2 separate regions of the Mus musculus genome follow, and region 1 is linked to region 2. Evidence: chromatin contacts called from public Hi-C data. All regions are on one chromosome and are shown on one strand. The core of a region is the stretch at or near the end of the contact, and the rest is flanking DNA. Distances in the headings are between cores, read along the strand shown. Region 1 has its middle 96 kb from the start of Efemp1. Region 2 has its middle 40 kb from the start of Gm34185.

Evidence for each region. Hi-C and Micro-C count contacts between places; a contact is called where the count stands out from the background.
Region 1: a Hi-C map of uterus shows a contact between it and region 2, with 2.5 times the contacts expected there. The contact joins two enhancer-like sites. A contact is called at or near these places in 4 of 484 Hi-C or Micro-C datasets (embryonic stem cells, nephron progenitors and uterus) and 1 of 115 datasets of contacts at active chromatin or transcription factors (fibro-adipogenic progenitors).

Annotation. Positions count from the first base shown.
Region 1 is chr11:28,946,627-28,951,369 of GRCm38.p6, reverse strand. No RefSeq gene overlaps it. Among named protein-coding and RNA genes, the nearest start is that of Efemp1, 96 kb to the right of the region's middle. Within about 2 kb of position 2,744, at least 15 of the 459 cell types and tissues checked have an H3K27ac peak or open chromatin away from gene starts, as enhancers often do. A contact at or near this core is called in uterus, where this site is marked.
Region 2 is chr11:28,809,950-28,814,371 of GRCm38.p6, reverse strand. No RefSeq gene overlaps it. Among named protein-coding and RNA genes, the nearest start is that of Gm34185, 40 kb to the left of the region's middle. Within about 2 kb of position 2,296, at least 40 of the 459 cell types and tissues checked have an H3K27ac peak or open chromatin away from gene starts, as enhancers often do. A contact at or near this core is called in uterus, where this site is marked.

The DNA.
Region 1 (4,743 bases), core at 1,495-3,994, 140 kb before region 2:
TGACAGGCTAAGTGACGAGGAGCGTACAAGAATTTAGGAGGCTTTTGGTAAAATTCTGCCTCTGCTTCTAAAGAATGTCCCATTTATTGCCAGTGTGCAGGTCTTCATAAACCCATACAGGTGAGCTCTCCACTTAGAGACACTCGGTACCTTCCCATGTAACTGTGCTGAAGTAGACTACTGGTCATTGGCAGTGTTTTAGCCAATATGTTCTGAGTGTTTTGCATCCAGTCTTTTACATATCAACTTTTGCTGAGACCCAAAGAATCTCTGACCCTAATTGGTCAGTGGCTCACTGTAAAAAGTAAGTATCATGTATCTGCAAGTGGTAAGTCAGTCTGTGTAGTCCAGCCTGCCCCAGACACTGCTGAAAAGCTTGACCTTGGTCTATAAAACTGTCAAGAGCTGAGACTTGAACTGTTTCAACACCAAATAACTTGTTAATGAAATGACTGGGACAATGACAGGCCATATGTCTGATCTGCTGGGATTCCTTTGCTACAGAAGCATATGCAAAACTAACTAGATTTGTGTCACTTTATTTTGTTTCTACTTTAATTAACTTGTAATGGACTTGTATTGCCTACCTTTGAACACTTACACTGAATAAGAAGAGGGTCTGCATATGACTTCATTGACTTGGAAACCAGGTCTTGTGACTGTGCACTCAGACAATTGAAAGGCAAAATCAACCACACAATTTTGGTGATGTCTTGGTGCAGATGTCTAATTTCACCTTCCTCCAAAGTGATTATGGGCCACTTTGAGGCTTCTCACTGCTATTTTTGTGATAGCCATGACATCTCTTCGTTTGTTACTTTTCTCTAATTTTATCATAGAGTAGTTATATGAACTACTGCTTAAGGGAATAAAATTTCAAGATCTGTTTTCTTTATTGTTTAGTTTCTTGGAACAAGGAGTGAATGCTATATATTTGTCCTCTATGGTTGTTTTACAGATTTAGAACTCGGGAAAATAAGCAACTGGTAATATATGAACAGTTACTTCTGGTAAGGTGAAATGGTCCTAGTATGTCTGTAGCGCTCTTCACAGTTAATTGCATGAATTCTCATTCAGTAGAAGAGAGTAATGCGCCAAATCATGAGCATTTAAAACACACACACACACACACACACACACAGAGTGGCAAGTGGTATTTAACAGTTTTACATTAATCCCAAAGCAAAAGAGTATTCACTGTTTTTATTTATTGCTAACTTTTGGCTGATAAAGATATTCTATTTTATTTTATTTTATTTTTTTTGATTTATGAGTGGTCAATGTAGCCCAGGCTAGCGTCAAACTTATGGTCATCCTATTCTTGCCACCTTAGTGCTGGGCTTACAAAAGTGTGCCTGCTTAGGAATTTTCAAACCATATATTTATGTTAATAATGTCTCTGGTTGGTCTAAAGAGTGCATGTCAGTAATCCAAGGAAGTAACAGGCACACATTGTGTTTGTATTTAATTATAAATCATAAAGTATAGTTCATAAATATTACTAAGTTACTCAGGCTGGTCTTGACTGCTGTAGGCTTAGCTTTGTGGGTACTGACTTCACAGGCCTAGTTAGGCTTGCCACTGATATAGATGATTTTTATATTTTTACTTATTTGTTAAAATGAACTCAATAAACATTAGAAATATGACTATCTTTGCTTCTGTCCTTCCTGTGTATGTTGTCTATAAGTAGTCCGTGACAACACTAGACACTTGGATGTCTATTGAAGGAGATAGTATTAAGAGAGTGATTTCCCAAGTCTGTGCATGACTGGGCCTGTTGTCAGTCAAACATGGATTTGGCATAGGTCCACAAAGCCTCCCAGTCCCCAATAAACAGGTAGATTTGGGGGAGGAGAAGGAATTCTCTTCACTCATGGGTGAGCTTACCAGGCTCCAATGAACAATTCCACACATATGATCACAGAAATGGCTGTTGGATTACAAAGCTAGAAACCCACATTTATTATTGACATGCCTATCTTCCTACACTCTCAATGACTGATCCATCATCGTGTCTTTGATTTTGTGTCATGGGTATGTGGACTCTGTTGCCTTCTCTTTATGCTCTTTGCCCATGCTCTTGCCAGAGTCTCCATGTGCTCTCAGTGGATATCGTAGCTGCACCCACTCCTACCTCTTTGCAACATTTTCAAGTAAAACCTTGATGACATTCTTATCTCCTTAAAATGTTTGAATAGTTTCTCATTTCTTTAAGAACAAAGCTAGAACCTCAGTGGATTCTATGTGTATCTTGGGCTTCACCTCTTAGATTCAGCCACCTCAGGGTTCCAGTTTTCTTTTCTTTTATTTTGTTCCAGAAAATATTCTTTCCTTCCAAAGGCATTTGAATATGTATATCCTGCTCTAAATATTATCCTTAAAAATTCACTTAATTCTTACTAATCTTTAGGAAGATACATGGTCCTAGGGAGGCCTGAGAAGATTTTAAGATGTTTCCCAATTATAGACTTGTGTAATATCTCATAACATTTTTTAGAAGTTGGCACAGCTGCAATTTACAAATTATATTCATTTTTGAGATTATTTCATTAGTATGTTTTTCCCACCCACACAAATGATACATTTTTGAAAAAAAATTAGGAACGATGTCTGCTTATGTAACCAATGAAACAGGAGAAAACAATAAGCAAACAATAAGAAAAGCAGGGGAATAAACAGCTGTTTGGAGAGGGATCTGTCACATGAGTCAGCAGGAGGAGTCAGAACCTTAGTTGAGAGTTACGAACCACAAGGTTTATGAGGCTTCTTAACTTGTGTTTGTGTTCTGCTGTCTTGTGTAAGCTTCCTTGTGCTCAAACAGCCTTTTCCTGAAGAAACCCAATTCTAACATCTTCAAAAGCACAGAAGGGCTTTCTCTGTGCGCTGGATTAGCTGCCCTCAGCTGTGCTGCCTTGGCTAATATTCAGGTTCTGAAGAAAGATGGTTCTTGTTTCCATTTCTATCATGCCTGATATTTGGCTGTAACCAAATCATTGGAGCTACCTTTTTATTAGTTAAATCAAGCACCCAACACCCTCCAATGGTGAATTACTTCCCAAGGCTTGAAGTAGCAAGTTGAAAGATCCTGTCATCAATGAGTGTTCAGGAAATGATGGCCCCTTTAAAATGTTAGACTCAAAATTTTCTCTTCAATTGTGTAAGCATATTTTATGTTTACCGTGGCCAGTGTGTATATGTCATTTGTAATATGCTTCCTTAATACTTAGTCCAGTTTGAGGTGTATGATGTTTGTCCAGTGAAAGATGTTAGCACTATAAGGCAAGATCCAGAGGTGAAATATAATCCAAGTATATGTAGCCTGGAAGCCTTTTCTTTCTCATTAACAACTGGTTTATAAATTTAAGAAAGAAACAAAGACAGTTAATCATTGGAAAAACACAAGTGAACAGAATGTTGATACTCTAAGGAATCCACCTATAGAAACACACACACACACACACACAAACATATGCATACATACACACATGTATACACATACACACACATAGAAACATGCACATGTACACACATATAAGCACATACTTACACACAAAACATACATACAGAAACACAAACATACACGTGCACACACATATACACACATACAAGCACACATACACACACACACACACACACAAACAGATACAAACAGAAACACACACAAATCCACACACATATATGTTACAGTAGGTGATTAATGCTACTCAAACCCTCCTGGCAGGGGTGTGAGTTCTTCAGTATCTGCCTCAATATTCTTGATTTCTGAATTAAAGACACACACACACACACACACACACACACACACACACACACACACAGCCTTATATTTAATATGCCTTAATCAGCTCAGTAGCTGGGCCATTCCCAAACATCCACATGACTAATACAATCTCCCCTCCTAAATTTCTGAATTATTACTACTAATAATTCTTTCTCTCTTTCCTGGTATGTTTTCTCTTCCTGCCCTTTTCAGGCCTGATCTTTCTGCTTTCCCAGCCTGGCAGTTCTAAATCCTCCTTCCTCTCTTGGTCCCCTTGCTGGCAAATCCTAAAGTCCCACCTCTGTCTCCCTGCCCAGTCATTAGCCACAGAAAACTTTATTTACCAAGCAAAACAAACTGGGGCAGGGACCCTCAGTGTTTTACATGTGGGATTCTCATGCAATTTTGGGAACTCAATTAACATAATATAAGCATTAAACCATATCCACAACACATATCCACACATATAAACATACATACACACAAAAATAAACACACACACACACACACACATAGAAACATACATGCACACACATATACACGTACAAACACATATGCACTCACATATACACATATACAAATGCATACAAACATGTAACACACTGCACTTATGCAATATACACATTCATGCATATATTACTTACACATTCATATCTGCTTGCATGAAAGTCTGTGCACAATGTTAATTCCTGGTTCCTAAGGAGGCCATAAGAGAAACTCAAGACTGGAGTTCCAGACAGCTGTGAGCTTCCATGTGGGTGCTGAGAATCAAACCTAAGTCCTTTGAAAGAACAGCCAGTGCTCTTAACTGCGGAGCCATCTTTCAGCCCCCGAAATATATCTTAAACTTTTGAATTTTAGTTAAAGCTGCATACATTTCAATCTTGAATTGTTACCAAGAAGATTAAATAACATTGATAGGTGGAGTCAGTGTGGCTGAAATCAAAGCTTTTATCTTGTGCCCTTCTCTGCTTATTCAA
Region 2 (4,422 bases), core at 1,047-3,546:
AGATTTAAACATGACTTATTTTCTTACTTCAAGAGTTAAAACAGATACTAGTGCACTGACTTTGTTTCAGCATCATTGAATTATATCCATTGCCATTTGTTTTGATATCCTGAGCCATGCCAGGTTTTCAAACAACTTCTTTCTTGAGATGGGCCCTCAGACAGTATTCCTCTTTTCCAGTCCATCTTTGAGGCTGTGTATCATACTCAGAAGGCCTATGTGACTGGCTCATCCATATACCACTAGTTGGCTTTTGGAGGAAGTCTTCTTGAGCAAATCTTTGGCAACATCTTTGCCTGTAAGCTTTTTAGAGTCATCTATCAGCCATAATGGCCCTTGAATTGTGCTTTCCAGAGGTCTTAGAGCTTTACAATGTCCTCTAGAATTCTGATCTCTTCTTCAACAAGTGTCAGGTTTTGCTAGGTCTTTGTCTAATGACCACAAACCCCTTTGAATACTGAGTTCCTACATTCTGAGACACTGTAGAAATTCTAACTTCATTCTGTCTGTTCAGGCTCTTGGTGGAAGTCATATTTTACCAACCTCTAGTTTCTTGACACCATTTACTTTGGTCTCTGGTAATTCTAATTAATGACCATAACCATTGCTGCTGCTATAGGGTGCTTACCCAGATATGTTGATTAGGCTATGGCCAGAGGGCTTCAGAGGTTCTTGCAATCACAGGTGGGGAGCCCACTGGTCATTGATTTTTGCATCACCCCTATAAGATTACTGCCAAATAATTTTCTAGCTTGACTGGAAACTTTCTATCTCCCAAGGAGGTTCCTTGTAGCTGGGACAGCTCTGATTGGTAGGAAATTCTTTCTCAGACCTATTCAGTGTTGATGTATTTCCCCATATTGAGTAAAAAAGAATTCCTATTAATTAGACTCCCTAGAGTCTTTCCAGAGTTGACTTAATCTGACATCTCTGGGAGGAACACTTATTTACATTTGCAAAATTTTGTGGACACTGTCTTTTGCATTGCTGAATTCTATCTTAACTTGTCAACAGACCTGCAGTGGTCATTTAATGTAAAACACTTGTTGAACTAAACTGAGCATGTTCAAGAGAAAGTAATGAAGGCTTGGGGTATAGTGCTTACAGCATGTGTCATTGTTTTGGCAGCTATGTTTTTATGCTCTTAGTTATTTTATATGCATAATCCTTGCCTACATAGCTCACTTTTAAGCTCCTCAGGGTGTGGACCTGTCTTGTAGGTACAGTGTCTAATAAGCCTGACTCGTGACCTCAAATTCACATTGAAACTTTACAAGAAAATGAAAGCACAAGAACAGCCCACCCAGTCCCAAAAAAGGTATGGCTTTCCTTCTTTGCCTTAGGATAGTTGTGGTAGATAATGGTGGGTGGTTGATGAATCAGCCCAGGACCATGTATGCCTTTCTGAGGGTCTTAGACTGATGCCCCAGCACCAGCTTGCTTCAGCTGGCTAACAAAATTCTATTCTATTTCTGCTTTGGATATAGTGCTCTCCACTTGCAGAGCTAAACAGGGGTTAAATTGGTGCTTGGGTGTTGGCTTGGCAATCTGACAACCACATACCAGGAACACCCTTCTCCCCCTCATCTGCCTGCTGCCTGCAGTCTGCTTCCTCATTCTTCAGCCTCAGCAGGATTGATTATTTCTTTGTGGAAGCTCTTGGTTTCACCTAGGCAGAAGGCCCACCCCCGGCTTCTTTGCTGTCAGTGTGCTCTGTATGGTCTGGTCTGATTGCCGCCCCCTCTGTCTCTGTCTCTCTCTGTCTCTCTGTCTCTCTGTCTCTCTGTCTCTCTCTCTGTCTCTCTGTCTCTGTCTCTGTCTCTGTCTCTGTCTCTCTCTCTCTCTCTCTCTCTCTCTCTCTCTCACACACACACACTCACGCACGACACTGCTCCAGTACTATTTGCTTCCACCACTATCCCCTATGTTGTGCAGGAGGAAAGAGGTTGACTGTCTCACCTCTGTTTCTACTGAGCTACCTGACAGCACAAAATTGGAAGATGCTCTTCACATATTTCTGAAGGAATAACTTTTGTAATGGGTGTGCTATTCCCATAGAGAAATGTATACTAAGTGCTAGAGAATGCATGCTTCAAAGAAAAAATTGAAGCATGCCATTTATTTTTGAAGTTAAAGACTGCTTATATTGTCTGTGCATGCTCGGGGCTTTGTCAATTTAGGCATGACTTTACATGTTTTGGGTTAGCCACAGTGAAGGTCTTGTGATCTGTACAAGCCATGAGGTGAAATAGAACAAAACAAGGCGGTCAGTCCCTCAAGGTACAGAATCTCTGTAGATGTACCACAAGAGGGCAGACTACAGTAAGGGTGCAGTATCCCTTGGGTGTATCAAGGAAGTTCAGTCAGACAGGCTTGATAATCTGAATGAATGAGTACATGAGAAAGTCATCAGGAGGTGAGAAGTGAGTGTGTGAAGGATGTATCTGAGTGTAGAAGGGAGACAGTGGCAGAAAGCCCCTTAATGTTCATTCTTTAAGTACCTACTGTGAAATGCTTGCAGGGGGGAGATTTGTGATCCTATCATGTAGAGTAAAGAATATATCTGTCTATCAAGTATGAGCCGCAGAAACTCATTTACCAGAGCTAAACACACTTGCAAGGCTGCTGGGTACTTTGGCTTGATGCACATCCCTCCTTCTTATGTAATGTTGGTTTCCAGATAAGGTTTGCTTAGAGAGATGGGACCAATACAAACTTTCAATGTCAATCAAATAAGCCGTGGGCAAAGGGAAAGTCTGGGGGTTGGGTTACCTTGACTCAAGAGGGGTAGATCTCTTGATTAACAGAAATGTATCAAGCCTAGGACTGTCCATTAAGCCATCAAAAATAGATAACCATTTAGAAGATGGAGGCAGGTGGATGGCTCTAGGAGACTATTGTAGCCTAGATAGTAAGTTACAACTAGAGGTTCATAGTGAGACACTGACTTAAAGAAAAGAAAGGTCTGTGGTCATCATAAAAAGTAAAGGTGTATTTAACAGAGAACCGGAAGCATTGATTTTTTGAAATACCTCCTTTGAAAAATGCTTTGAACTTTCTAAACACTTCTGTATTTAGTGAGACTCCAAAAGTCTTTTGCATTGGCAAGGTTAATCTTCTACAGTTTTCTTTCTGTTGTTTGTTTTTTGTTTTTGTTCTTTGGAATAGTACATTGAAACATTAAGAATTTAAATGGATAATCAAACTCCTGGGTGGCCGGTGGCAAAGGCAAAAGTAGAACTATGGGCTCTTACTTCCAGGTCAATGACATTTGCAGTAATTTACTCCTTTGCCAGTGTAATAGTATGCCAACTCAGGAGAAACACCTTTGCTAATAACATGGCTCATCTTTGATGACCTGGGAAATAGGGCCCAGCTGTGACTGGGCATTCCAGAAGATGTTCTAAGCGATGACCACGAACCCAAGAATGCTTTAATATACTTTGATATTAACCCAGAAGATTACTATGTATTGTAATGAGTTTCTGAAAATTTAAGATAAATTAGCCATTTTCATTTTTATTAGATATTTTCTTCATTTACATTTCAAATGCTACCCCCAAAGCCCCTAAACACTCCCCTTGCCCTGCTCTCCAACCCACCCACTTCTACTTCCTGGCCCTGGAATTCCCCTGTACTGGGGCGTATGATCTTCGCAAGACCAAGGGCCTTTCCTTCCATTGATGGCCAACTAGGCCATCCTCTGCTACATATGCAACTAGAGACACAGCTCTGGGGGTTACTGGTTAATTCATATTGTTGTTCCTCCTATAGGGTTGCAGACCCCTTTAGCTCCTTGGGCACTTTCTCTAGCTCCTTCATTGGGGGCCCTGTGTTCCATCCAATAGATGACTGTGAGCATCCACTTCTGTATTTGCTAGGCACTGGCACAGCCTCACAAGAGAGAGCTATATCAGGGTCGTGTCAGCAAAATCTTGCTGGCATATGCAATAGTGTCTGGGTTTGGTGGTTGTATATGGGATGGATCCCCAGGTGGGGCAATCTCTGGATGGTTCCTCCTTCTGTCTCAGCTCTGAACTTTGTCTCTGCAATTCTTTCCATGGGCATTTTGCTCCCCTTTCTAAGAAGGAACAAAGTATCCACACTTTGGTCTTCCTTCTTCTTGAGTCTCATGTATTTTGCAAATTGTATCTTGGGTATTCTAAGTTTCTGGGCTAATATCTGCTTATCAGTGAGTGCATATCATGTGTGTTCTTTTGTGAATGAGTTACCTCACTCAGGATGATATCCTCCAGATCCATCCATTTGCCTAAGAATTTCATGAATTCATTGTTTTTACTTGCTGAGTAGTACTCCATTGTGTAAATATACCACATTTTCTGTATCCATTTCTCTGTTGAGGGACATCTGGGTTCTTTCCAGTTTCTGGCTATTATAAAAAAAAATGTCTGAAATTAGCCA